4 separate regions of the Mus musculus genome follow, and all the other regions are linked to region 2. The links are chromatin contacts, called in public HiChIP or PLAC-seq and promoter capture Hi-C maps. All regions are on one chromosome and are shown on one strand. Each heading gives the region's core, a stretch centred on a gene start, on an enhancer-like site or on the middle of the called end of the contact. The rest is flanking DNA. Distances are from core to core; before and after follow the strand shown.

Region 1 (6,392 bases), core at 585-3,084, 690 kb before region 2:
AAGCCCCAAGGCAGTAGCAGCCGAAAGTTGAGCGGTGTGCTCCTTAAATATCAATGCCTTAAACTAGTCAGTAATAAGCAGGCCCTGACAAGGCTAAAGCTGGCCCCAGCTGTTTTCCTTTTTTTTTTTTTTTCATCTCACCTGCCCCCAGCCCCCAAACTTCCAACTGGAGCCCAGATCTGCCCAGCCCTTCCAGCATGCAGGCGGGGCATGCAGGCGGGGCAGAGAACTGACAAGATGAAGTAACCAGAACAGTTACTTCTTTAACAAACTCAAAATCCCTAGGACTTGCAGAACCGTGTGGGGACAGGAGGGTTGGGACCCTTTCCGGTCAGCCCTGGGAGGTTTGAGGGGGGGGCCTGGATGTGCCCACTGCCCTTCTTTCTGCATGGGCACACTGTGGTAATGGGTGTCCCTAAAACTGGCTCAAAGCCCTCTCGGTTCAAAGCTACCATGGTCTGTATGCTTTTGTCTAAGCCCAGGTATGGACCCCGGGGCTACCTCAAGCAAGCAGGAAGCTGGTTTGCCAGATAGTACCAGTGCCCAGAGTGAGCTAAAAACCACTTTGGCTGGTTAAGAGGTCTGAAACCAATGTCCTCTCTGGGCCCTGACCCCAGGTTGCCCATATGCCACCACATGATCCGAATCTTGGGCCGTTTTTAGATTGGTTGTCACTCTGTTCTGCCTCTATACACATCAGTAAGAGGGGGAGGATGAGGGGAAACTGTGACCAATGGAGGAATACCCGTTCTCTGGCTGTGGGGAGCGCTCACAGATCTCCTCAGTCACAGATGCCCTACTTCTGAGTTCCATGTGATGGAGACTGGGTCAGGGGTGCCTTACAATCCCTGTCTTTCAGGTGGTGACCTTATTTTTAGTACCAATTTGCAAGAGGTGAAACCAATATTTTGAGCATGCCCAGACACCTGCTGGGGTTAGCCAGCTGAGCGGTGAGGGGCTGCACCCTAAGCCTTTGCTTCTAACATTGAGAATCTACTAAGCAGCTGGGTAGAGAGGTACAGCCAGGCTTCTAATCCTTTTGCTCCAAAGTATCCCAACAGCCCAGAGCATCTCAGAGCGTCTTATGTCAAGGGAATGTCTGGTGGGGAGGCCCTTCCCATGCAGGCTTCCAGAAGGCCTGGCCCTATACAATGGTGTTCCAGGAGGCAAAGAACCTTCTGCAGAACCTCGAGATCCCAGCATCCTCCTCTTCCCGCACTGTCCCCATGGCTTGCGGGAACAGGCCTCCACATCTGGTAGGTAGAGGATTCTCAGGCTCTGAAGAACTAAGCTTCTCCAACTGCTGCCAGATTGAATGGGGCTGCAGCCCTCAGATCCCACCGGGCAAAGCCAGGCGCGCGGCCCCACCTGTCAGCCAGGACAGGGTCCACTAGGGAAGACTGGGGAGAAAGCCTGAGGATGCCTGAGCTCCTTTTATTTGGGATTTGGGAGGAGATTTGGTTCCCAGGTTGGGGGAGGGGAATGAAAGATGTCAGGGGCAAGCTGGGGACACCGCGCCGTGGAAAACAGAGTGCGAGGGCTTGCCAGGGCTGCACGAGGGGTGGGGGTAGGGCTCGAACCCCGAGGAAGGCCGCGGTCCCCTAGGGCCTGCCGAGGCGTGCACAGTGCACCAGGGTCGCATTTGCACGTAACGGGGGGTGGGGGGTGGTCGTCGCCGGCTGCAGAGGGCCTCGGGCCCGGGGCCTCACTCACCTCCTGAAGTCAAAGGGCATCGTGCCGCCGAGCCGGTGGGAGCGTTGCAGGCCAGGCGGGCCGCAGCGCCGCGTGGGTCCGAGCCCGCTGCCAACGCCTCCTCGGCCGCCCCGCCCCCGCCAGCCTGCCCGACACTCGCCACTCGCCTCCCGCCGCCGGGAAGTGACGCTCCACGCAGCCCATTGGGCGCCGCCACATCCACCGGCCGCCCCTTCCGCCGCCCCATTAAAGGGGCCCGAGGGCCCGCTGAATGGGAAGGCCCGAGAGTGGGATGCTACCCAAGCCCAGGTCTCCAAGACTCCCGCTTTGGTTCTTTTTGGCCTCTGATCTTTTTTCCTAGCGTAAGTGGGGCCTCAGGACAAATCGCTCTGCCTCAGGCAGTGGGTTTTGTGCTTGTAAAACAAAGCCATTGCGTTGTGAAGATCAGAGAAAAATGCTACAAATTGCGGGTCCATGCTTGGTGCTAGTTCTGGGTGAAGGTTAAAACTGGGGGATGGGCAACGCAGTCCTAGATTGAGAAAGTCCACCCACCTCCCACCCATCCCTTGCTTCTTAGGAAAAGCCATCTGGCTCCCGAGATCCACCACCACCCCTTTCTCTATCTGTATAACTGTTAATCCCACTTTTCAACTTTTCATAGGTATCAAAGGAGGTAGTTGGGGCCCTGCTTTAGTGAACAGCCTGGCATCTAGTGACAGCTTCTCCACCTGTTAGAGTTGGGCTTAGCTAGCCACTTCTATCATCTTTCTTCGGGATTGATGCCAACCAGTACTCGTTGAGCATCTACCAACCTGAAGTCAGGAACTTGCAGGGTTATCCAGAGGCTCTGAGTTTGCACGGTTAGAAATGGTAACATACCGCTGATTGCCCCTAGGAGCCTCCATTCTCAGAAACACAGAAGTACAGAGGAAAACCTCCCTCAACTTGCTGGGCTAGAGGAGGAGGCAGCTGAACTCTAAACTTTTTGTGATTGGCTGGTCTTAGTTGTCAATCTGACATACCTGGAAGAGATTGAAGAAATGGCTCCACTACATTAGCCTAAGGGCTTGTATGTGTGTAAAGTTTTCTTAGTTCCTAAGTAATGATGTAGGAAGGCCCAGCCCTCTATGGGTAGCAACATTCCTAGGATGGGATCCTGGGATCAGAAAGCTACTGCATATGAGCAGTGGAGCCCATTAGCAGCCTTCCATCCTCCACAGGTCTCTGCTTCAGTTTCTGCTTCATGGTTCTTTTTTTTTTTTTTTTTTTTTTTTTTTTTTTTTTTTTTTTTTTTTTGTTTGGTTTTTTTGAGACAGGGTTTCTCTGTATAGCTCTGGTTGTCCTGGAACTCACTTTGTAGACCAGGCTGGCCTCGAACTCAGAAATCCACCTCCCTCTGCTGGGATTAAAGGCGTGCGCCACCACGCCCGGCCCTGCTTCATGGTTCTTACCTTGAGTACCTACTTACCCAGACTTCACTCCCTGAAGGGCGTGTGGATGTATGAGCCAGATAAACCCTTTGCTCCCAGAGCTGCTTTGGTGGGAGTTTATCACAGCAGAGAAAAAGCAAACTAGGACACCCATGTAGGGGAAATCTGACTTCTGAACTTCCCTGGGTTCTGCTGCTGATGCCTTCTTCAAAGCTGCGATTTAAGACAACAACTTAAGGAGAAAAGTGGGGATCCAAGTTCAAAAGGCAGGATGGGCAGGGAGGCAGTGTCCTGACATAAAAAGCTCCTTGGTTTCCTGAAGGATAAGCGGGCAGCAAGATTCAGGGTCTGCAGTGATGGGCGATTCCACCAGGTTCTTCTCTTTCTGACAACCGGAATCCCCCTTCCATTCATTCATCCATTCATTCATTATTCATTCATTCATTCGTCATTCATTCATTCATTCATTCAACAAACACCCGCACCCCATGCTCTTATGTATGGGAAATGAGAAAGTTTTAGCCAGTCCTGGAGCCTGGGAGCAGCAGAAAGAAAAAGCATCCTGGGACCTTCTGGAACCACTGGGTACAGATAAACCCAAAACAGAAGTTGTATGGTGTGGGCAATTGATCTCATGTCTTCCCTTTTTAGAACATGATCCAGAGACTAGCTCTTGGACATCTTGGGGACTATTCTCATCTTTAGCCCAGATTCTCCTAAAGAATCTCAGATGTGCCCTTGAGCATGATCAAGGATAACAATGCCCAGCAGAGTAAATGACGATAAGACTGCCTGAGCTGGGCAGTGGTGGCGCATGCCTTTAATCCCAGCACTCCAGAGGCAGAGGCAGGCGAATTTCTGAGTTCGAGGCCAACCTGGTCTACAAAGTGAGTTCCAGAACAGCCAAGGCTATACAGAGAAACCCTGTCTTGAAAAAACAAAAAACAAAAACAAAAAGACTGACTGGTGTTGGTATCTTTTACACAGAGAGAAAAAGCTCCCAGTTTTTGGCTGGATACATAGAAACTTGCATTTCACAGCTTCCCTTGCAGCTAGGCATGTCTATGTGATCAAGTTATTGAAATGCAGGGAGAAGGTGGCTTTAGGAAGAGTTGATGTATGCTCTTTGCCCTGTGTGTCGCTTTATGCAGCTGGCTGCCTAGAATGTGGATGCCACTATCTCAAACCACCAAATGGAAACCACATGGAACAAAGCAACAAGACAGAAAGAGCCCAGGTCTTATCACTCTGCCGTTCTATGTGTTTATATAAGACTGAAATAAGCATCCATCTTATTGGAACTACTGTTGTTTTGGATTGCTGAACGCTTACACTGGAACTCAGTGGTAACACTCACGTCCAGCCCAATCACCTGACTGCTCAAATAGTGCACAGAGAATTTGCCAGTCCACTATTACCTAATGTCCTACAATTTTCCTTGGGAGAACTTAACACAACTCAGGACTGGATTAACTGGCTAGTGACTGCACCCCCAATTTGAGTGGAGGTTTCCATAGCCACCCAGAGAGTTCTATGCCCCAGTATAGGGGAATGCCAGGGCCATTGGGGACCCTCTAGTCCAATGGATGACTGTGAGCACCCACTTCTGTATTAGCCAGGTACTGGCATAGCCTCTCAGGAAACAGCTATATCAGGCTCCTGTCCACATGTATAGGAGGCACATTTCTCTCTTTCCTTTCTTTCTTTCTTTCTTTCTTTCTTTCTTTCTTTCTTTTTGGTTTGGTTTTTTTTTTTTTCTTTTTGGTTTTTTTTTTTCAGACTCAGAAATCTGCCTGCCTCTGCCTCTGCCTCTGCCTCTGCCTCTGCCTCTGCCTCTGCCTCTGCCTCTGCCTCCTCTGCCTCTGTCTCTGCCTCCTCTGCCTCTGCCTCTGCCTCTGCCTCCTCTGCCTCTGCCTCTGCCCCTGCCCCTGCCCCTGCCCCTGCCCCTGCCCCTGCCCCTGCCCCTGCCCCTGCCCCTGCCTCTGCCGCCCAAGTACTGGGATTAAAGGCATGTGCCACCACTCCCCGGCTAGGAGGCACATTTCTACAGCAGCATGGTCACATGGTCTTCTCATAGGTCGGGGAGGATGGGAGTGGACTGACCTGCATGTACCTGCAGGGACTTTTGAGGTCTGGAAGCAAAGCGAGCTGCCCATCTCCTGTTAACCAACCTAGGAGACTGTGGGAGATGGAACAGAGGAAATCAGACATGTGGCACAAGATGTGGGACTACTCTAGACCTCTTTGAACATGGCAGCAGCTAGTAACAGTTGAGTTTGGGAACTACTGATATTATGGTACTTGTGGTGGTCAGTCTCCAGTGGTCTTCATCTGCCAGTAGCCCCAGTCTCTGAATAGTCACCTCCCATAGTGAATAGGTCTAGCCTGTGTAAGTCAACAGGATATTGTCAGTGTGACTCCTGAGGCTTAGTTTATTAGATATTTTCTTCATTTACACTTTAAATGCTATCCCATTTCCCGGTTCCCCCTCTGAAAACCCCCCCATCCCCTCCCCACCCTGCTCACTAACCCACCCACTCCCACTTCCTGGCCCTGGCGTTCCCCTATACTGGGGCATAGAACCTTCACAGGACCAAGGGCCTCTCCTCCCATTGATGACCAACTAGGCCATCCTTTGCTACATATGCAGCTAGAGCCACGAGTCCCACCATGTGTTTTCTTTGGTTGGTGGTTTAGTCCCAGGGAGCTTTGGGGGTACTGGTTAGTTCATAATGTTGTTCCTCCTATAGGGCTGCAAACTCCTTCAGCTCCTTGGGTACTTCCTCTAGCTCCTTCATTGGGGACCCTCTAGTCCAATGGATGATTGTGAGCATCTACTTCTGTATTAGCCAGGTACTGGCATAGCCTCTCAGGAAACAGCTATATCAGGCTCCTGTCAGCAAGCTCTTGTTGGCATCTGCAATAGTGTCTGGGTTTGGTGGTTGTTTATGGGATGGATCCCCGGGTGGTGCAGTTTCTGGATGGTCATTCCTTCAGTCTCTGCTCCACACTTTGTCTCTGTAACTCCTTCCATGGGCATTTTGTACCCCCTTCTAAGAAGGATCAAAGTATCCACACTTTGATCTTCCTTCTTCTTGAGTTTCATGTGTTTTGCGAATTGTATCTTGGGTATTCCGAGCTTCTGGGCTCACAGGCCTCTTTTTCTGGGGAAATCCCAGTACCATGCCTTAAGGATGCTTTCTCTCAGAGGGCTCCTGCCACAGCCAGGTGAGGAGCCCTCCAGGAAGTCTACTGACCCAGGTCACAGCC
Region 2 (6,464 bases), core at 217-2,716:
AGTCAGTGCTCTTAACCACTGAGCCATCTCTCCAGCCCCGAGAGGGGACTCTTAAGTAGGGTTGGGAAAGAAGCTCCCAGGATCAGCACTCATGAGCTGTCACCTATACTGTGGTGGGCTTTTTGGTGACATAGTGAGAGTCACCCATGCTCCAGTAAGTAACCGCAATAAACTCACTGGCTCATCAACTAGACATGAGTGAGATGTCTCATGCCTCCCTAGTACACTCAACAGTCTTCTCAGAGCTGGAGAAGGCCTTTCACTCTCCAGCCCCGCTCTGCATAATGTAAGGCCAAAGGCCCAGGGCCAAAGGAATGAAGGCTTGGTCACCTGGGATAAAAGTCCCCTGGAGTTCCTTAGATACTCTGGAATTCAGGTGGACCAGCTACCCACCCTCACTCCTTCCTCACTGTTCGTCTTGCTTAAGTGGTCCAAGACTTGACAGACCTGCCTCCCCTAGTCCCTAGTGCCTGCAGACTGACCCTCCTCAAATATGACAATAGGAACCTTAAGGCCAGGTGTTGGTGGCAGGGGCAGCACAAGTCTTGGCAGATACAGTTCAAGACTTCACATCACGCCGGGCAGTGGTGGCGCGCGCCCTTAATCCCAGCACTCGGGAGGGAGAGACAGGCGGATTTCTAAGTTTGAGGCCAGCATGGTCTACAGAGTGAGTTCCAGGACAGCCAGGGCTACACAGAGAAACCCTGTCTCAAAAAACCAAACCAAACCAAACAAAAAACCAACAGCAAAAAAAGGAGACCTGGGGGCGGGGGGGGGGGGTACGGGGGGGGGGTCAGGCTGCTTCCACTCTTGCTGGGTTCTTCCTCCTTCCAGGCTGTACTGGGAAACCCTGTGGCTCTCCCCACAGACCTAATTTCCAGCTTCCCCAGTAGTTGGGGAAAAGGCTCAGGACATGAATTGAAGAGCGGTTAGTATAGTACTTTAGGAATAGGGTACCCCCTGAGGGCTCTGTGTTCTCCTGGTCTTCTGGTTCCACAGTACTTTAGATCTACTTAAACACTCTTAGAGCACTCATTCTAAAGCTGACTCCTGACACAGTGATCCCCAACAATCCAGGCTTGTCCAGGCACTTGGCTGGGTGGTGGTGGTGTCTCAAATATGAGCTGGAATACTGGTGTTTTTAGAGACTGTTCAGGGTCCCTAGCACTACCCTAGTACACAAAGGGCCCTCCTCAACTGAAAGAGCCTCTCTCTCTGAAATCTCAGACAGATACACAAGCACACACATGCACACTCGCACATGCACGCTCCAGTCTAGAGATGGCATACCCCTTGGCGAGTACAACCCGTTCTTAGCTCAAATTTAGTGACTTGGCCAATTTTCCAAAGGGTTGGGAAGGCTACCAAGTAGGCGAAGCTCCTTTAAGGGCAGGGGGCGTGTGTGGGTCGCTCCGCCCCTTTGCCCGTCCTCCCTCCTTAAAGGGGCCGAGCCTCTGGGACCGCAAAGTGAAGCTGGTGGAGGGTGCCTGATCTGGCCGCTGCCAGGGGCGGGCGGGACGGCGCACCATGTACACTATCACCAAGGGGCCCAGCAAGCTGGTCGCGCAGCGCCGCACAGGTGCGCAGGGCGGGCGGGCAGGCGGGACGTCCTGACCGCTGGCTCGCGGCGGCTGACAGCGCCCTCCGCCCCGGCCCGCAGGTCCCACACAGCAGCAGGTGGAGAGCAGGCTTGGCGAGCTCCTGAAATGCCGGCAGCCGGTGCCGCCGACCGCGCTACCCGCGCACCTGCAGCCCTCGGCACAGACTCAGGGACCCTGGCCCCTTGCAAGGTGAGCCAGGCCGCCGGGCACGAGGGTGACCTTGGAGAAGGTTGATGGGGACCACGCGTCCTGGTGGGCAGGGGGCGGGGCGCAGGCAACTCGTGCACTTCTGCTCGCCGGCTACTTCTGGGCCCAGCTGGCTTGAGTGGACCCTGGTGGCCACGTGGAGCCTTGAGGGCTTCCGACCAATCCCGCCTGTCAAGGACCGCAAGTACTCAAAACCGAGGGACCTGGTGACCTTGGGCCGCTAACTTGGACCCCTTGGGAAGTGGTCGAGGTCAAAGTTGGGGAAAGTTGCCCAAGGCCCTGGCTCTCAAGGACTTCAGGCCCTGTCCTTGCAGAGCAGAAGAAGCGCACGTGTTCCCGCTGGTCTTATCAGGTCCCTGCCCTTCACTAACACCCTGGGACACTGGAGCCCTCCTCCCCAGCAGTTGCCCGCGCCTGTGGGTTCCAAGAGTTTTCTGATTTTCCTAACCCGCAATGTGTCTAGGGAAGTTCAGCCCTAGCTACTTGGATTTCAGCCAGTGTGACCTGGAAGTGATCCCACTCAACCAAGGCTGAACCTTTTACTTCTTTGGCTCCATTTACTGTTTCCTGTATCGGTAGACTGGACTCTGCAGGCATGTAGGCTCTACTCTGGTAGAGGTGGCATGTGAACCGGTTAAGAGAGAGCACCAAAGAGACCACAATCTCGAGGGAGGCCAAGAGTTAGACTCGTCTCAGCAGGGGAGTCTGTGTGGCTGGCTCCACCCCTCTTAGCTCTCAGCTACTAGGCTTCGGAAGCTATAGGTAGGAGATGCCTGTGTGGCCTGTGTTTGCCCTAGGGGACATCCGTATGACATCGGTTTATGTCCTTATTGCCCTTATGTCTCTGGGAGAACTCTATGGTGCAGATGTATAACCACAAAGTGGTTACCCAGACAGGGAGTTTGGAGCTGCCTTGGTGACTGGCCTATCTCTACCTGGGAAACACCCCCCCCACCCCCCACCCCCCACCCCCACCCCAGAGACAGGGTTTCTCTGTGTAGTCCTGGCTGTCCTGGAACTCACTCTGTAGACCAGGCTGGCCTGGAGCTCAGAAATCCGCCTGCCTCTGCCTCCCGAGTGCTGGGATTAAAGGTGTGCGCCACCACACCCGGCGGGAAAACACCTTTTAAAGTCCTTATTGTTGGGGGACAACACGGACAGGCTTGTGGCAATATTTGGGTCAGTGTCCAGGAAGAGGAGAAGGTAGTAACACTCTCCAGAATGCTGAGTTGCAAGAGACACCACACTGCGTGTTTCCTCTAAAAAGGCTTCAGTAAGATAAGCTGATGTGAAGGCCTGGACTCATCTGTCAGCAACCAGGGAGAACACCTGACGCCCGGGAGATTGGTTTCCTGTCCTGAGTTCTGGGAACTGAGGAGATAGGCTAAGGAGTCTTCCCTATGTCCTCTGAGGTGGCCCTTTCCTGGGCTGGGAACTCCCATCTCCAATAGGACCTTCACATGGAATTTTACCTCTAGTCCTTTGTCTTTTCAAGGCCACCCATCAGTCACCCATGTCCACCAGCATCAGGGAACACAGGAGGCACTGGTCATTCTCCTGCTGCTGTGGGGCAAAATCATGAAGCTTTCAACCCACTAAATGGCTAGGCATGGGTGCTGCCAGTTATGGTGGCCAGGCCTGTGCCTCTGACATATTCTTTTCTCCTGGCGGCAAGAGACAGATGGGGGAGACTTGAGATGCGACCATGTTACCACCTACCCCACCAAGAGCAGATTGAGAAAATGTTCAGGGACCACTGGGCAGAAGAGCCTTGGGACAGAGTCAAGGTTGGGAGTACTGGGGTCAGAATACTGCTAAATCTTGAAATATTGATTTTGAATCTTGATGCCCTTCGCTGTGTGTCACAGGCAGGGAGATCCCAGGCTGAAAGATGAGTGACCGGTCACCTTGAGGGGGTAGGAGAGTACATGAGAGGATGTCTATGGGGCACTATGGCCTGGTGCTGCAGCAGGCAGTGGGCCTAGAAGTGGATACAGGTGCACTCTGGGATTAGTGCCCTTTCCCCTACAGAGCCTGGTCTTATATAACCACGGCCTCTAAGCAGAAGCTGGGCAGGGCTCAGCATGGTGGTGCAGCACTTGCCCTCTGGGGCCCTTTCCAGCTCCAGGGCCACCACCTTAATCCACAGCCCCTGGCTGGGATTTCCTTTTGTTTGTTTTTTAAAGAATCAATGTAAGGCACAGGTAGGTGTGCTACTACACACCCACCTATGTCCTGGTACTTAGGAGGATGTCTGTTAGTCTAGATCCCGCCTCAACCAAACAAAAGACATAAAAAGACTCAGTGTCCAATCCCAACAGCTCGCTCGCATTGAGCTTCAGCCCTTTCGGGGGCAGAGGTGGTTGCAGGCAAGGGGGTGGGGGTTTCCATTTGGAATGCCTTTATGCACCGGGGCATGGTGGCTTGAGCCTTTAATCCCAGTACTTGGGAGGCAGAGGCAGGCATATTTCTGAGTTTGAGGACAGCCAGGTCTACAGAGTGAGTTCCAGGACAGCCAGGACCACACAGAGAGACCCTGTCTAGAAAAAAATAAAAATGCCTTTATGCCCTCTAGTTTACCAAATACACAGGTACCCGTGGGTTTGGGAGGAGTCCTGCCTCCTCTGGTCTCCACTGGCACATCTAAAATTTTCTGTAGCCACCAGACCTGGCCAGACCTGGGGCTGGCAGGACCCTGTACCCCTCAAGACCCTCCTCTTTATTTTAGTGCCCCTCTCACCTGAGGAGGAACCCAGAGCGGCGTGGGGCACCTGAGCCCAGGAAGGCGAGCAGGCCTGCCGGGACCGCGAGTGCCTGGCGGAGTGGCAGGTGCAGCCCAGGACTCCCACCTCCTACTGTAGGTGCGGCCCCATTCCCTCCGTGGCCCCACCCCAGGCTTCACGAGCACAGGGCTTGGTCAGTTGCCGCCAGTCAACAGAGATGGCACATTACTGCCCTGTACTGCCCTGCACTGCCCTGCCCTGCCCTGGGCCTGCTTGGCCTCACCCCTGGGCCTACACCCCTTGATATAGAGTACAGCACAGGGTTATGGGGTGGGGGAGCATCTCATTCAATTTGCCCCTTTTCTCTTGCCTTGAGGAGTGGGTCAGGCTTAAGGTCATGTTTTTCCCAAAGAGACAGCCCAGCATTTTGTGTTCCTCTCCCAGGGGTCTGGGGGCAGCCGGGGACAGGGACGAGTAAACGCCGATCCATCCTTGTTTGGTCTGTGTTCAACAGTGGGGGGTGTCATTGAGGACATCTCTAGAAGAAGGGGACTATGCTTGATGGGTGGAGATGGCAAAAGGTTCTGATCATGTTGAGGTCTGACCCAGACTGCTGGAAGCCTGCCTGGTGGGGATTGGGAGTGCAGAGGAGTGGTCTCTGGGACCCCTGCTGAAGGTCTGGATACAGAGCTGGACTCTTTCTGACTTGCAATCACTCACCTTCCCTGGGCCCAGAGCTACAGAGCTGAGCTGCAGTCAGCTCAGGGTCTGAAAGCAGAGAGGCCTTGTTTCGAAGCAGCTAAGGGCAGCTGCTCTGGTTAAGGAAGGGTCTAGTTTGGGCCTGGGCCTATGCAGGTGCAGTGGGTATGTACCAGGGCCGCTCTTGAACCCTGCAAGGTAGCTCCTGGACATGGCTGGTGCCAACTGTATCTCTCTCCTACCCTCCCACAGTTCTGGGCCAAGACTTGTATTCAATCGAGTAAACGGCCGGCGACCCCTCACCACCTCCCCATCCCTCGAGGGGACCCAAGAGACCTACACAGTGGCCCACGAGGAGAACGTCCGATTTGTGTCCGAAGGTAGTAAGGGACCAGGGGGTGTGGCTCAGGCCACAGAATTCCAGTACTGTGGCCATGGCTTGGCCTTGTCCTTCCCCACAATACCCTGACTCCTAGCAGGTCACGGGCTAGACTTTTCCTTGGCTCTCTGCCTGGTCATGTCCATTCCTTGAGCTGGGCTGGAGTGCAAGGTGGCCCCCAGGTGCTGGGGTGGGAGGGACACCAGGGGCCCGGTTCATTCTAACTGTTCCTTCCCCCACAGCCTGGCAGCAGGTAGAGCGACAACTGGATGGCGGCCCTGCCGATGAGAGTGGCCCACGGCCTGTGCAGTATGTGGAGAGCACTCCTGATCCCCGGCTACAGAGTGAGCCTTCTCCTATGCCTCAAATCCCTAAAGAACCCTCTATACCAGGTAGCCTCAGGTAGTTGGGGAAGGAGGTGCTGGGTCAGAGTCTCCTGTTTTCCATTAATTGCTGTGCTTAGAGTCCAGATTAGGGGGTGTGATCAGCTAGAGGGCAGAGGTACCAGCCAGCTTGAAAAGCAGCATCACTGCCTGACATTTATTCTACCCACAGACTTTGTACCTATTGACCTCGATGAGTGGTGGGCACAGCAGTTTCTGGCTAAAATCACCAACTGTTCCTAGCAGCTGTCCGGGAAGGAATGTTGCCATAGTGGACCCTTTGCCAGAAGAGGACCATGGTGCGCCGATCCACCTTGTGGCCTGGCTGGGTACCGGCCACACCTGAAGTGCCAACATTTGGACTTTTGCACCTGTTGTTCCCTTGGCTTGGCTGTCCCAAGCTGCCAGAGCCAGGGGCCAAACCTGTCTAACCTCAGTCCTGCTCACTGTGCCCAGGGACCAGCCCCTGGGG
Region 3 (7,087 bases), core at 1,597-4,096, 630 kb after region 2:
TGGTCCGGGCCTGGCTCCTGGTCCCAGGAGAGTTTCTCCCACAGTCACGGTTAGGAACAGGAATTGCCCACAGGTGGAGACCAGGCTGAAGGGCTCGATGGCTAGCTGCTCAGACATCCCTTGACGCATCTTTATATGCCCATACCAGACTTACCTCACAGGCCAGATCTGCCCGGGTAGACTTCCCCAGCGCTTAGCCACGTACAAAGCAACCCATAGCGGGGTCTCCTTGGTTTTATTGAGAGCACTAAGGCAGGACACTAAACAAGGTTGTCCCAGCAGGCCCGTCCATCCCCAGGTCCTACTGCCACTTCTGAATAATGCACACCAGCTTCAATAATATGTTTGTGACCTTCAGTCTCTCTGTCGTTTCTTGATCCCTTTCCAAATTTCAGTGGAGTCTCTGGCTTGAGCCTCTTGTTCTGGGGTCTCTTCAGCTCCAGAGTAGTTGCTGTCTCCTCCATTAGCACCAGGTCCTGGTTCCTCACACTCATCACTGTCCTCCTCAGAATCTTCACTGTGCTCCTCAGACCCATCAGTGTCATCCATGTCCTCAGGTAGCCTGGGAGTGAGATGGACCACAGTACAGCCACAGCCCTGAGCAAGGTGACCGTCCCTGTTAGGCTCGCTAGAGAAGCCCTAAAGCAGAGGCGGCTCTGAGCCCAACCCCCTTCAGCAAGCAGCTGCTTTACACTTTGTAATCACCACCAGGCCTTGTTCAAAAGGCCACACCCGCAAGGCCGGAGGAACTGGGTCAAGGTTTCAGAAGCACCTGGGGGCTCACAGGACCTACCGGGTGCTGGCCACGGGCCTGTTGAGATTCACAAACTCCCGCCCTGAGTCCACGTCAAAGGGATCTGAACACAGAAAGAGAGGGCGTGGTGGCGCACACCTTTAATCCCAGCACTCGGGAGGCAGAGGCAGGCGGATTTCTGAGTTTGAGGCCAGCCTGGTCTACAAAGTGAGTTCCAGGACAGCCAGGACTACACAGAGAAACCCTCTCCCCACCCCCACCCCCACCCCCAAAAAAAAAAGAAAGAAAGAAAGAAGAAGAGAGGAAGGGGACTTCTAAGTGATTTTCAGGCTCTAGGCTCCTAAGGCCCTGGAGGGACTTGATTGCTTCTCTGGGGCTCCCAGCCAACACCAGGACTCACCGATGTCCTCTTCAGGCGTGTCCCTGGTGCTAGCCAAGTACCCCTGTTCAGCCTGCAACACCTCCTCCGGGCCACGGCAAGCTGCGTACTTATCCAGGAGCTCCCGGTTCAGGTCCAGGAAGCCCTTGCCCCACTTAAACTTCCGAAGCAAAATGACAGCAAGGTCTGAAAAGCCTAGTGGAACAAAAACCAAAGATATGCCTGGGACACCTATAGAGAGCACAACTGCATGACCCTGCCTGCTATCTCAGGAAGCTGTCACCTCCTCTACAGTTCCCAAGGTTCCTCTCATTTGCTGAGAAACAGTCCTATTATCCTAGTCTCTGTGTCTTACGGGGTAGCCATTGGGCCCACACACCATCCAGGGAAGGCAGTGGTCCATTTTGCCTCTACCTCTGCTTCATAAGGTTAAGACTGTATGTGGGCACTGAGACTGAAGACAAAGGCTGTTTTCTAATGGCTCCCAATATATTCTCCTCACATCCCACCCCCTTGCTCAGACTCTGCCAGAAGAAACCCCAGTCTCCAGGTGAGGGAGGAGGAGGGGGCAAGCAGTCAGCCTCCAGACTGCCATTGCCAGGCTTCTGTCAGACCCAAAACTCACCTACGATGCAGAAGGCAGCAGCGAAAGCTTCCACACAGGAAAGTTTGCAGGGCCGGCCATAGTTTACAGGGTTGGCAGCTACGAGGTAAGGCAGGAGCCGCAAGTGGCTCCCTCGCATCTTCTGAAAGGGTGTGTCGTCCAGTTTGGCCCAGGAGCAGTCTATGACTGCGACCCCTGACTGTGCCACCAGCTGTCTGTCAGAGAGTGTAGGGTAGGTTCTAGGGCCCCAAATAAGGCACATCCTTGGAGACTGGCTTCACTACAGATGAGAGATCACTCTGCTATTTCGAAGTTATGGTTTATTGCAATAGTAGAAAGAACCCTTCAGGAAGCAGTTGAGGGTAGCTGGACAGTGTTTACTTTACACAACAAATGTTTCTCCTAGGCTTTCTACACTATAGCCCTGCTCTATGAAAAGGGTCAAATTAAATACAACTCTGCTCATATGAAAGATGTGGACATCCAAGACCAATAAGCAAGGCTTGAAGAAAATGATACTCCTGATACAGGGCAGTTTAACAAAGACAAGATGGTGGGAAGGGCATTCCAACCCCTCTCCGACCCCTCCCCGATCCCCAGGCCTCTGGTGTCTACCTGTCTGCCGGAGACACGTACTCAGTGCCTACTGGGCTGAGCACCAGACCGCCAAACCTTTGGCTCAGGCGCAGGCAGCGCACCAGACCCAGACGGGCCAGTTTGCGGCCCGTGCAGCGCTTGGGGTCGCAGTGACCAAGCTCCCACATAGCCAAGGCACAAGGCAGCGCCGCAGGGCCCGGGCCGCCCTGGTCCTCGGCCTCCTCGGGCTGCACGGATGCTACAAGGAGAGAGAGAAGGCCGGGTCCTCAGCGCCTGCTCCCAGGCCCGACCCGCTGCTCCGACTGCTCCAAACTCACCACGCAGCGCAGCGCCCACCTCTTCAGCGAAAGCATCCAGAGAGCGGCCAGAGGGTCGCCGAACACGACCGCTCTCTTTCCTGGATCCGCGAGCAACTTTCTTGCGGCCCATAATGTTAGATGAAATCCGAGATGAAATCCTCAGCTCCAGCGTTTGTTCAAGAGCGTGCGCGCGTGCGCGCTCGCACAGCTTCCGGTTTTGAGGGGAGTCAGTTCCGGCTGTCACTCACGTGACCGTGAGACCCTAGGAGCAATGGCGGGGCGGCTGGCTGGCTTCCTGATGTTGCTGGGGCTCGCGTCGCAGGGTCAGTGGCTCCGCGCACATAGCCCCCCGCGCGCTGGCGTCGCTCGCGCCTCCGCTCCCTACTCACCACCTCTCTCCCCGCTCCGCAGGGCCCGCGCCGGCATGTGCCGGGAAGATGAAGGTGGTGGAGGAGCCTAACACATTCGGGTGAGCGGATCACGGTCCTGCGGCTTGGGGACCGAGCCTGGCTGGCTCTTCTGACCTTCTCTGTTCCATAGGCTGAATAACCCGTTCTTGCCCCAGGCAAGCCGCCTTCAGCCCAAGAGAGAGCCTTCAGCTGTATCCGGTGAGCGCGGGAGGGTGCGGAGCTGGCCGAGGTGCTGACTGAGGGGGCCGAAAAAAGCTCTCGGTTAGGGAGGGAAGGGTGCCTTGGATGAAGGACTCATAATGTACTCGCTGAAGGGTTACGAATTCGTTTGTCAAACTTGAGTGTTTTAAATGCTCTGAAGTATATACTGGAACTGCAATCCCCTCTCGCTCCCAGGGTTGGCGATTACCTAGGGCTAAGCAAGCAAGCGCTCAAGGCTTGGGTCACATCCCTAACTTTTGTGGGGTTTTTGTTTTGTTTCGTTTTGTTTTTCGGGACAGGGTTCCTCTGTATAGCCCTGGAACTCTTTGTAGACCAGGCTGGCCCGGAACTCAGAAATCCGCCTGCCTCTGCCTCCCAAGTGCTGGGATTAAAGGCGTGTGCCACCCCCGGCTACTTTTGTGTTTTTAAGGTAAGAGTCTTTCAAAGTCTTTTATAGTAGACTCAAGCTGGCCTCCAACTTGTGGTATTAAAGCCTCTACTTTCCACAGGTGCTTAGACCAATTAGAAGCTCTAGGGATGTTGGGTATGAAGACTCAACACTCCAGGTGTATCTAGCCCTTTCTAGGTCTTACGGAGTGGAGAGGGCACCAGCACAGGAAATTTGGGACTAAGATCCTAGGAGGACTGAAAGACAAGCTGTTGGAGGTGGCTCAGGGCTGGCCAGCATAAAAGAACCTTGGCAACCCAGACACTATTGCATATGCCAGAAAGATCTTGCTGAAGGGACCCTGTTATAGCTGTCTCGTATGAGGCTATGCCAGTGCCTGGCAAATACAGAAGTGGATGCTCACAAGTCATCTATAAGATGGAACACAGGGCCCCCAATGGAGAAGCTAGAGAAAGCACCCAAGGAGCTGAAGGGGTCTGCAACCCTATAGGTGGAACAACAATATGAACTAACCAGTACCCCCAGAGCTCATATCTCTAGCTGCATATGTAGCAGAAGATGGCCTAGTTGGCCATCACTGGGAAGAGAGGCCCCTTGGTATTGCAAATTTTATATGCCCCAGTACAGGGGAATGCCAGGGCCAAGAAGCAGGAGTGGGTGGGTAGGGGAGCAGGGTGGAGGGAGGGTATAGGGAACTTTCGGGATAGCATTTGAAATATATATTTATTTATATATATATATTTATATTATATATAAATAAATATATAATATAAATATATATAAATATATATAATAATAAATTTATTTAATATTTATTTATATTGTATATAAATAAAGTATCTAATAAAAATAAATAAATAAATAAGTAGATACATGATAAAGATTCCAAAAAAAAAAAAAAAAACGTGACTAGCTGCACTCTGGGGATTTGGTGACCCACTATCTTAGGCATGTTGGGCAAGCTGGTTTGTAGATTTGATCCCGTGAAGAAGAGATAGCTCAGGGCTGCAGAGCACTTACCAGGCTCCTCTCGTAGTCAACTGTTACCATCTTCTCTCCTTTTCATAAGGTGACACTGTTTTAAGTCCTGCTACCATTACATTGTGAGGTTGTGTGAGTGTGCGCGCGTGCGTATTTGTGTATAATCGTGTGCGTGTGTATTTGTGTATAATAGTGTGTGCGCGCGCGCGTGTATTTGTGTATAATCGTAAGACTTCTCCACAGCCCTTCCAAACTAACATGTAGCTCCTTGGTTGGCCAGGAGGGGCCAGATGTTGCTAGGAACCCAGTACTGCAGATGTTTATTTTTATTCATTTAATAGCAATATTAGAAAGAAAAAGATACAGTATGCATAGACTGTCACAAGACCATTATCCCAGCACCTCAGAGGAGGATCATTAGTTCAAGCCCAGGCCTGACCTACACAGTAAGTTCCAGGACAGTCTTGGCAGGAGAGAGGATGGGGAGATAGGGAGGGGGGGTGAGAGAAACCTACTTGGTTGAAGGGCTACTCAGCCTAGGAGATGGGCTGCCTAACCTCACAGGTGTGCTCATTCACAGCTGCCTGCTGCTTCCTCGAAGCCACCCTTGGCAAGCCCGTGTTTCGGAGGAAATTGTCAGTTTCAACTACATCCATTCGTTCATAGTTACCAATCACCCTTTTTACTTTTGTGATGTTGGTTGCAAATACCCCAACTTTTATTTCTAGTTTTACTTACTTACTTACAGTTTTGCTTTTCCTAGTCAGTTTGGCTACAGGTTTATTTTTACAGGCTCAGTTTATTTTTACTTAAGCTTTTATTTTACTGGGTGTTTTGCTTGTTTGCTGTCTGTGTACCATATTGTGTGAAGTACCTGTGCCAGAAGAAGGCATTGGGTTTTCTAGAACTGGGGTTATAGATGATTGTGAGCCATCACGTATGTACATGCTAGGAACCGAACCTGGATCCTTCACAAAAGCAACAAGTGCTCACGACCACCCACCCGTCTCTTCACCCCCTCCTATTCTCTTTCTGTGTAATGTGTTTGTGTGTGCCTGTGTGGAGGTCCGAGGTCAAGGTTGGGTGTCTTCCTCTACTGCTTCCGAACACTTACTGAGAGTCAGGATCTCTCACTGAATCTAAAGCTCAAGGATTCAGCTAGGCTGGTTGTCCAGCAAGTCGCGGAGACTCCGCCCATCTCTGCCCGTCCAGCACTGACATTGCTGGCATCCAGCTTCTTATGTGGGTGTTGAGGACCCAAACTCAGTTCCTCGTGCTTGCACAACACACACTTCTCTGAATACACCATCTCCCCATGCTGGCACCAGCACCACACCAGTGCGTCCTGCTCCAGTCTCCGCAGTGCTGGGGTTACAGGCACGAAGCCATCACACCCAGCTTCCAGGTGTCAGTATTGCTATCTTTTCAGAGAACCAATTTTTAAAAAAGATTTAAGTACAATCTGTAGCTGCCTTCAGATGCACCAGAAGAGGGTGTCAGATCCCATTACAGATGGTTGTGAGCCACCATGTGGTTGCTGGGAATTGAACTCAGAACCTCTGGAGGAGCAGTCAGTGCTCTTAACTGCTGAGCCATCTCTCCAGCCCCCAGTTTTTGTTCTTATTTTTCTCATACAGCCCCAGGTCAATAGAACTTCAGAATATATGCTCGAGGTCCTAGGTTGAGTCCCTGGCACACCTCAAAAAGGCAGGTATTTTCTTAAGTAACAGAACCTGCAGGAGAATCAATAGACCTGTCCTATCAGGAACACCAAGGGAAGTCACTCAGCCCGAATTGAGAGGACATCACACAACAGGAAGGTGAAGACAGAAATGACGCTATAAAGTAGCTAGAGACAGCCATGAGAAAGACCCATGCTCCTGGCTTCGGTTATCAAGGAGAGCATCAGAACTGACTGTACATCTAAGTACAGTTTAGCATGTGATCAGAGATCTGAATCACAAAGCTGGGCCTGCGTGGTAAAGCAGGTCCTTTCTAATAAGGTTGCAGTTTAGATTTTCTTTCTTAACTCTTTTATTCTTTGAGACAGGGTTTCTCTGTATAACAGTGGGTGTCCTGGAACTCACTTTTGTAAACCAGGCTGCCCTTAAACTCACAAAGCTCTGTCAGCCTCTGCCTCCTGAGTGCTGGGATTAAAGGTCCACACCCTGTTCATTCATTTTTAATTTTTGAGACTGGGTCTCATTATGTAGCCTAGACAGATACTGAGAGCCTCCTCCACAGGAACAAGCATGGGAATCCTGCCACAGACAACCAGTTCTGTGGTCTGGAGATGAGTTTGTCAGTCCCTAGGAGTTAGGTCAGCCTGCCTCTGCATTCCCAATCATTTAGGAAAGGAGCTTGGGGCGTTCTGGCCTTGATGGTTAGTGCTCTCCTGCCTACCTTAGCTTCCAGCTTTAGGGGTAGCAGAGTTTATACCGATGCTTAACTGC
Region 4 (6,982 bases), core at 3,742-6,241, 740 kb after region 2:
GAAAGAGAGAGAGAGAGAGAGAGAGAGAGGGGAAGGGAAGGGAAGGGAAGGGAAGGGAAGGGAAGGGAAGGGAAGGGAAGGGAAGGGAAGGGAAGGGAAGGGAAGGGAAGGGAAGGGAAGGGAAGGGAAGGGAAGGGAAGGGAAGGGAAGGGAAGGGAAGGGAAGGGAAGGGAAGGGAAGGGAAGGGAAGGGAAGGGAAGGGAAGGGAAGGGAAGGGAAGGGAAGGGAAGGGAAGGGAAGGGAAGGGAAGGGAAGGGAAGGGAAGGGAAGGGAAGGGAAGGGAAGGGAAGGGAAGGGAAGGGAAGGGAAGGGAAGGGAAGGGAAGGGAAGGGAAGGGAAGGGAAGGGAAGGGAAGGGAAGGGAAGGGAAGGGAAGGGAAGGGAAGGGAAGGGGAAAGAGAAAGAAAATAAGTCTGGAGCCAGCAGGATGGCCTAGAGGATAAAGGCGTCTCTCTCTGAGCTTGATGGCCTGAGTTCAATCCCCTGAATCCATATGGTGGAGGAAAGAAGGGACTCGAAGTTATCCACATTTCCATACATACATGTGCAGACACACATACACACAAAATAAATACATGGAGAAAGAAATTAAAACCTGGCCTCAACTACACAGAGGGTTCAAGCCCAACCTGAGCCACTTATACTCTGACTTAGACACTACACCAATACTCTGACCATACATAAAACTTAGGAGTGGGAAGTGAGGGTGCTGTCTAGTACACAGAAGCCTGGGTCAACCTCCATTATGGGGTGAAATACTGTGTGAGCCTAGATAGCACATTTATGTTACATGCTCTTCCTACAAAGGCACACACACACACATATGTACACACACATGCACTCACACACCTGTTTTATTTGAGAATGAGGACAACTGTCTTCTGCCCCCTTCCAGGTCCAGGTGACAGCAGCACTCTCCAGGTCCCTGGAGCCTGAGCTGGAGGACAGCACTTCCACACCAGGGGGGCACCCTATTTTAATATTTTTTTAAAGACAGTGTTTCTTTGCATAGCCCTGGGTGACCAGAGATCAGCCTGCCTCTGCTCCATCACATGCAGCATTTATTTTTAAGTTGCTCACTGTTGCATACTACCAGTTCTTTATTCCCCCCTCCATGAGCAGCTGCCATGTGCCAGGCTCCTTGCTAAACACCAAAGAAACCCAGACTGCTGCAGCAGGGACATCAAAACAAACAAACAAACCAGTGCAAATGTGACAAAGGTGACAGAGAATTAGAAAGAGAGCCTGGCTTTAGATGTAGTAGTCAGAAGGTCTACAAAAGCGAAGCAGCCCAGAACAGGGAGGAGTAGGCCATAGGAATAGGCCTGTGGGCGGATATGGTCCTGTACGGCTGCCTGGAGGCTGCCAGGACCCTGCCCTTCAGCTGCCTCCACCCTGTTGGGCTGAGGCTTGCTTATGAGCTGAGAGAGGAAGAGAAATTCCTAAGACTGAGAGCGAACAGCTCTCACCAGAAGACAGCAGGGCCTAAGAGCCACTGGGACAGAGGACCCTTCCCTGAAGATCTCCAACGGCCATAGGGCTCCTGTCTTCCCCAACAGCACCCTCAGGCTATGGTCTGTGGTGTAAGTTATCAGGATAGGACACAGTCCCACACTCACCTGAGGTCCCTCCTCTGCTGAGGGAGGAGGTGTCTCTGGTGGCGATTCCCATAATGGGCCTGTAAGAATGCCCTGCATTTAAAGACTGCAAACACACACTGCCACCTCTCCACCATTTGCTCTAGGATCAAACAGCCTCCCAGAAAACTCTACTTCCTGTTGCCCACGCACATGACCATGACTTGCAGGCTGACCTCACTTTCTCCCTGTTCCACTATCACCCCACATCTAAGAAAAGGTAGTGCCACAGGGCCTGAGCTTTAAACAGGGCCCAGCCTGGCCAGCCTTCAGCAGCTACCACATTGCTTGGCCAGCTTCTGCCTGGCTGGGTGGCAACACTGCCTCCACCCAACCCTGGAGGTGCTGCAACAAACCCCAGAGGCTCAGGAGGTAGCCAGGATAATGAGCGCATGTTCAGTACCCAGGGCCACCCCACTGTGCTCCCCTTTCTATTTCCAAAGGGTCCTGACTGCAGACTAGCTCATGAAGACTCCTACTGCAGCACCAGGGCAACCCACGCTTACCTAGGAGCCTACTGTCCTGTCCGGACCGTCCCTGGGAAAAGAAACGCCAACAAGACATTCAGCCGAAGAGCGGACATAGCCAAATGTCAAGCGCAAAGACAAAGTTCTTTTAGTTGGGTAGGGTTTTTGATTTGTTTGTTTTGAGACAGGGTCTCATCTAGTTCAGCCTGGCCTCAAAAATCACTTTCGACTTCTGATTCCCGTTCTCAGCACTGGCATGCCCGGTCATAGGTATGTGCCACCACACGCAGCTTTATGTGGTGTTGGAGGCTGAGCCCAGGGTTTCACTGATGCTAGGCAAGCACTCTGTCTCCAGACCCGTCGTTAATGACTAGCATCTACTGAGAACCTGTTTTCTAACAGGCTTGCTCAGTATTATACATTCATTAACTTTTTACAGATGAGAAAACTGGCACCAGCTGGCCTCAGATCCTGCCGGAAATTCTGGCTGGTCCAGTGCTCAGCTCAGCACAGAGGGTTCCCAAGCTGTAGCCAGTGCCTATTCGACCTGCCTAAGCAGATAAGGATTCCTTAGCACTGGAGTCCCCAGTTTCTTGCAAGCCTCTCCTAGGCCTAGTCACACCCAAGTCAACTCTTGTGCCTGAAAAAGGCTCCTACCCCCCGGACCACATCCCACACATATATTCTCTCTGTTCTGTTGCTCTTCTTGTCTAAGGACTTGGCACAAAAGTGCTCATTGCACATATTCCTACAGGGCTCGTCACACAGACCCAGAAAGGTGTTGGGGCCTGTTCCCAGAGGGAAGAAAGCTGTCCTATGCACCTCAGTGACCTGCACACAGACCTGGGAACCCACAATGGGGCAGGTGCTCAATTATTTTTTAAGTTGTTTAACAGCAACCAATCAATTGTATTATCTGCAGATTTAAAAGCTATAGTGGTAGCCGGGCGTGGTGGCGCACACCTTTAATCCCAGCACTTGGGAGGCAGAGGTAGGTGAATTTCTGAGTTCGAGGCCAGCCTGGTCTACAGAGTGAGTTCCAGGACAGCCTGAGCTTCCAGGACAGCCTGAGCTACACAGAGAAACCCTGTCTAAAAAAAAAAAAAAAAAAAAAAAAGCTATAGTGGTATTTAGGGGGAAAGATCAACTCTTTCTTTACTCTGTCTATTTGCAAAGAAAAGCAAAAATAAATAAAAACAAAACAACCCACATGTATTCAGCCCAAACTCAACTCTGTCAGTTTCCAAATTCTTCCCTCTCTTAAAAACCAGTTGCCAACATAAAGTTACTTTCTTTTTGGAGAGAGACACGTGTGTGTGTGTGTGTGTGTGTGTGTGTGTGTGTGTGTGTGTGTGGTGGAGGCCTCTCTAGTGGAGGCCAGGAGAGGAAAAGGTGGTCAGATCACCTGAAACTACAGTTATAAGTGGTTGAGCCACTGGACCTGGGTGCTAGGACCTGAACTTGAGTCTTCTCCAAGAGCAGCAATAGCCCCCTTCCCCAAAGGTTACTTTCTTTACAACAGGGATAACAAATCACACCACCCAGAAACACCCTAGGGAGGCAGACACAGCTCTACCACCTTACTTATTTCTGATCACTACTGCAGACCGGAGTCACAAGCACACGTCCTTCAAAAGGGCCTGAGCTGCTTCCCAGCAACAAGGAGCTGACTTTGACTTTCACTGTCCACTGCACCTTCAAGGGTCTAGCAAAGAAAGCCTAAATGTAAGTTTTGATGCGGTAGCCCTATCTTGTGCTCTTCTTAGCCTTTAAAACAGCAGGAGTGTTTGTTAAGACACCTCTAACATCAGGAGGAGGAAGGGTAAAGGACAGTTATAAAACAGACTAACATCAAGGAATTGATATAAGTAACTGACTCAAAATTAACACGATGCACACAGGCAAAAGAAGCAAAAGCACACAAGTAAACAAGCCTGTCCCGGTCTTAAACGCTAGGCATTTGAAGGCACAAACTGTTCGCAGTGCTGAGCACACTCTGGCCTCTGACTTGTTGCTTATCATGTCTGGCTGCACATTCCAAGTTCAACTAGGTAGTAAGAGAAAATGAGTGGGGATGCTTGACACTGCAATTGTGTCCCAAACGTCTGGAATTACTCCTGTGAGAAAGGAGACAGGCACTTTCACCGAAAGCACAATTCTGCCATTTAAATTGAAAACTACCAAGCGTGTAGTCCAGGCCTTCCAAGTTCTTGGGAAAATGAGACAGGATTATGAATTCATTGGTGGTCTCACTGTGAGACCTTATCTTGAAACGTCAAGGGCTATGGGTGCAGAGCTGAGGTCGTTATGATTGCCTTGTATGTGTAAACCCTGGCTTGACCCTCACCACGAAAAGTAAAATTAAAAAACAAAAGCAACGTTAAAGTCTTGGGATCTCTTGCTGAAAAGTCAGCGACAACGGTTCCTGGAGGAGAGGGTATCATTTTCTCTGATGGTGTAGCCACTGAGGAACGAGATGGGAAGAAGGGGTTCAAAGAGAAAGAAAGAAGAGGTTTATGAGTGCGAGGCTATCAAAAATAAAAGTCTTCCAGGATTCAAAAAAATAACAGAGGAGAGCACCGTGGCCTCCCTCTGGGCCCCGCCAGCACACTGAGGACCGGCGCAGCGATCCCGGCGGCTGCATCTCCGGCCCGCGGGCCTCACCTGGCGCGCGCCCGGCCCAGCTCCGTTCAGCAGCGGCGTCTCCTCGTCAGGCTGCCCTGTCCTTCGAAGCAGTGGCGCCCCCTCCTCATCATCGCGATCTCGGCCGGACCAAGACACTTTCTTAGAGACGTTGGCCATGGCCCACTGAGGACCAAACTCAACAAGAACAGCCGGCAGACCGGCAGCATTCCCGTGACCCGCGCCCAGGTCTCACGTGATCTATCATCGGTGCCCACGTGACTGACGACGGAGGCCGGCAAGATCCGGGAGCGCGGAGTCTCCTGGGAATTGTGGTTCACTGGTCGTTGCAGCCCAGGGTAGAAACCTAGAACTCAAAATCCCTAGCAATTAGTGTCTTCACTGAAGGCAGTGACCCAAACTCCAGAGAAGAACCAGCCCGAGATGCACGCCTAGTCCTCCAAGAGATGATATGGAAAAAAAAAAAATAAACTACCTGTAAAAGTTCTGGAATCGTCCCTCTCAACTAAGTTGGCTTCATGTGTTTCCTGTGCTCAAAGGGCAGCCAAACTGCTGCAATTCCGGGAAAGGGATTGAGACCCTGATGCCACACCACTTCCAGTAGGATCTGTATGACAAGTTCCACAAACTGAGGCTATTGACCTCAAAAGGGGTAGGCCTCCTGGAACCGGTGTGGAACTCTTCGCCGGAGAAAAAAATATTGAGTGGTAGTTCTTATGGCAATGTTTTGTTTTCTCTTATTCCTTTTCTTATTTACATGTTCCTGGTAGCCTAGGCCAAGATCTTAAGCAAGAATAATGGGTAAGAAACCAACCCTAGAGATGGGGGCCACTAACATGACCTTATCCCCCGGGAAAACAATGCCTTACTTTCTAAATCATTTACAAAACTATTACGATAGATAAAAACTTTCCCAACAATAAAATTTCATATGGCTGCACGTGTGTCATCGGAGGTGGATTTTGGTGTATGGTAAAGAAAGCCTTAATTAGAAAGAATTAAAATAGTTTGAATTTACATATTGAAGATTTGTTAAAAAAGAAAAAGAAAAAACCCAGATACTAGATGTTAAATAGTAATTGACCATGGGGCTAGAGAGTTAGTTCAGTGGTTAAGAGCACTGACCATTAAAGATTTATTAACCTGCTCCTAGAAATAAGCCACTAGACTTGGACAACAGCCCCCACTGAATACATCCTTTTAGAATTGTTATATTTTGATGATTTATATTAATAATGATGTTACCTGTACTGTTTGTGATTCACTGAATGCATAGTTTCAGAGTTGTAATGCTTGGATGATTTTTGTGCTTTACTGTGCCAAATGATTTTTGTTGGTATTTGTGATTGTTTCACTGGATATAGTTTCTAAGAGATGTAATGTTTGGTTTTTTAATGTATAAAATCCCCTGCTTGAGAGCTGCAAAATGCACTCAGATTCAAACTGCCTCTGTGTTTGTTTCTGTTTGTCACCACCGAATCCTTACCCACCTAGCTTTGAGGACCCTCATTCCAGAGACCCCCATAACCGACTTGGGTGGACCGTGGCACCCTGAAGTGCCAAATTAGGAAAGACTGGGGTTCCTCCGAGGAGGAGACTAGGACAGCACATGGGCGTGGCATTAACTAGCCGCAGGTTGCTTTAGGCAATAGTATTTTAGGAAGATTAAGTTTGCCTTAGTATCGGTGTTACATCAACAAAGTTGTTCTTAGATGTATCCTGAATTATGTAGGGGCAAGGATTGGGATTTGATACTACAACTTCAGGGACCCGAGAGTGACTGTAATCATGGGTGGCACTCTACAGAGAAAGAACGATGTTACAAAGTTTACTTCTGAGCAGTGTCATGGCAGTTGCATTACAGAGGATGGTAGAAGGAAGCAAGGAAGAAAGTGTCCACTTAATGAAGGAAATAGGTATATAATGTGAAAGCTACATTTAACAGAGAAATATCAGAGAGGGCTGGGGTTAATATGTACGACATAGAAAGATTCTATAAAAATAGTTAAAATACAATTCAGGACATCAGTGGTGACAAAGATCATATGTAAGAGAGTTAACAAGGGTTCTAGGATATATATGTACATTCATCTATATATGTGTACATATATATATCCTAGATTTTATATATATATATATGCATATACATGTATATAATATTACCTTGAAACTTTTTTATTTGAAAATTTTCAAATCAGAAAGTTTTAAGTTCATCTTAACCTCTAAGGGTGAGAGG

The links. Promoter capture Hi-C pulls out the DNA fragments that hold promoters and counts their contacts. HiChIP or PLAC-seq counts read pairs in DNA pulled down with a chosen protein or histone mark.
Region 1: a contact with region 2 is called in an HNF4G HiChIP or PLAC-seq map of pancreatic cancer cells. The contact joins the promoter of Ergic1 here to the promoter of Mcrip2 in region 2. A contact is called at or near these places in 2 of 39 promoter capture datasets (embryonic stem cells and stem cell-derived epiblast-like cells) and 2 of 115 datasets of contacts at active chromatin or transcription factors (memory CD8 T cells and pancreatic cancer cells).
Region 3: a contact with region 2 is called in a promoter capture Hi-C map of embryonic stem cells, with 2.1 times the contacts expected there. The contact joins the promoter of Tsr3 here to the promoter of Mcrip2 in region 2. A contact is called at or near these places in 5 of 39 promoter capture datasets (cranial neural crest, embryonic stem cells, liver and 2 more), 2 of 115 datasets of contacts at active chromatin or transcription factors (memory CD8 T cells and pancreatic cancer cells) and 1 of 9 other capture datasets (adipose tissue).
Region 4: an H3K27ac HiChIP or PLAC-seq map of bone marrow-derived dendritic cells shows a contact between it and region 2, with 6 times the contacts expected there. The contact joins the promoter of Clcn7 here to the promoter of Mcrip2 in region 2. A contact is called at or near these places in 2 of 115 datasets of contacts at active chromatin or transcription factors (bone marrow-derived dendritic cells and pancreatic cancer cells).

Annotation. Positions count from the first base shown.
Region 1 is chr17:26,556,954-26,563,345 of GRCm38.p6, reverse strand. It overlaps Ergic1 (endoplasmic reticulum-golgi intermediate compartment (ERGIC) 1), which reads right to left and starts at 1,834. Exons shown (of 10, transcript NM_026170.3): 1 at 1,714-1,834. The coding sequence starts at 1,733. It overlaps 1700049J03Rik (a long non-coding RNA gene), which reads left to right. Exons shown (of 4, transcript XR_001782188.2): 1 at 1-1,256.
Region 2 is chr17:25,863,740-25,870,203 of GRCm38.p6, reverse strand. It overlaps Mcrip2 (MAPK regulated corepressor interacting protein 2), which reads left to right and starts at 1,466. Exons shown (of 5, transcript NM_026633.3): 1 at 1,466-1,579; 2 at 1,661-1,790; 3 at 5,483-5,610; 4 at 5,852-5,953; 5 at 6,165-6,464. The coding sequence starts at 1,528. The coding sequence ends at 6,235.
Region 3 is chr17:25,235,929-25,243,015 of GRCm38.p6, reverse strand. Tsr3 (TSR3 20S rRNA accumulation) reads right to left here and starts at 2,846. Exons shown (of 6, transcript NM_026676.3): 1 at 2,652-2,846; 2 at 2,353-2,572; 3 at 1,759-1,952; 4 at 1,155-1,328; 5 at 794-857; 6 at 217-562. The coding sequence starts at 2,763. The coding sequence ends at 355. Gnptg (N-acetylglucosamine-1-phosphotransferase, gamma subunit) reads left to right here and starts at 2,900. Exons shown (of 11, transcript NM_172529.3): 1 at 2,900-2,956; 2 at 3,045-3,102; 3 at 3,174-3,241. The coding sequence starts at 2,905. It overlaps Baiap3 (BAI1-associated protein 3), which reads left to right. Exons shown (of 34, transcript NM_001163270.1): 34 at 1-357.
Region 4 is chr17:25,131,400-25,138,381 of GRCm38.p6, reverse strand. It overlaps Clcn7 (chloride channel, voltage-sensitive 7), which reads right to left and starts at 4,991. Exons shown (of 25, transcript NM_011930.4): 1 at 4,768-4,991. The coding sequence starts at 4,905.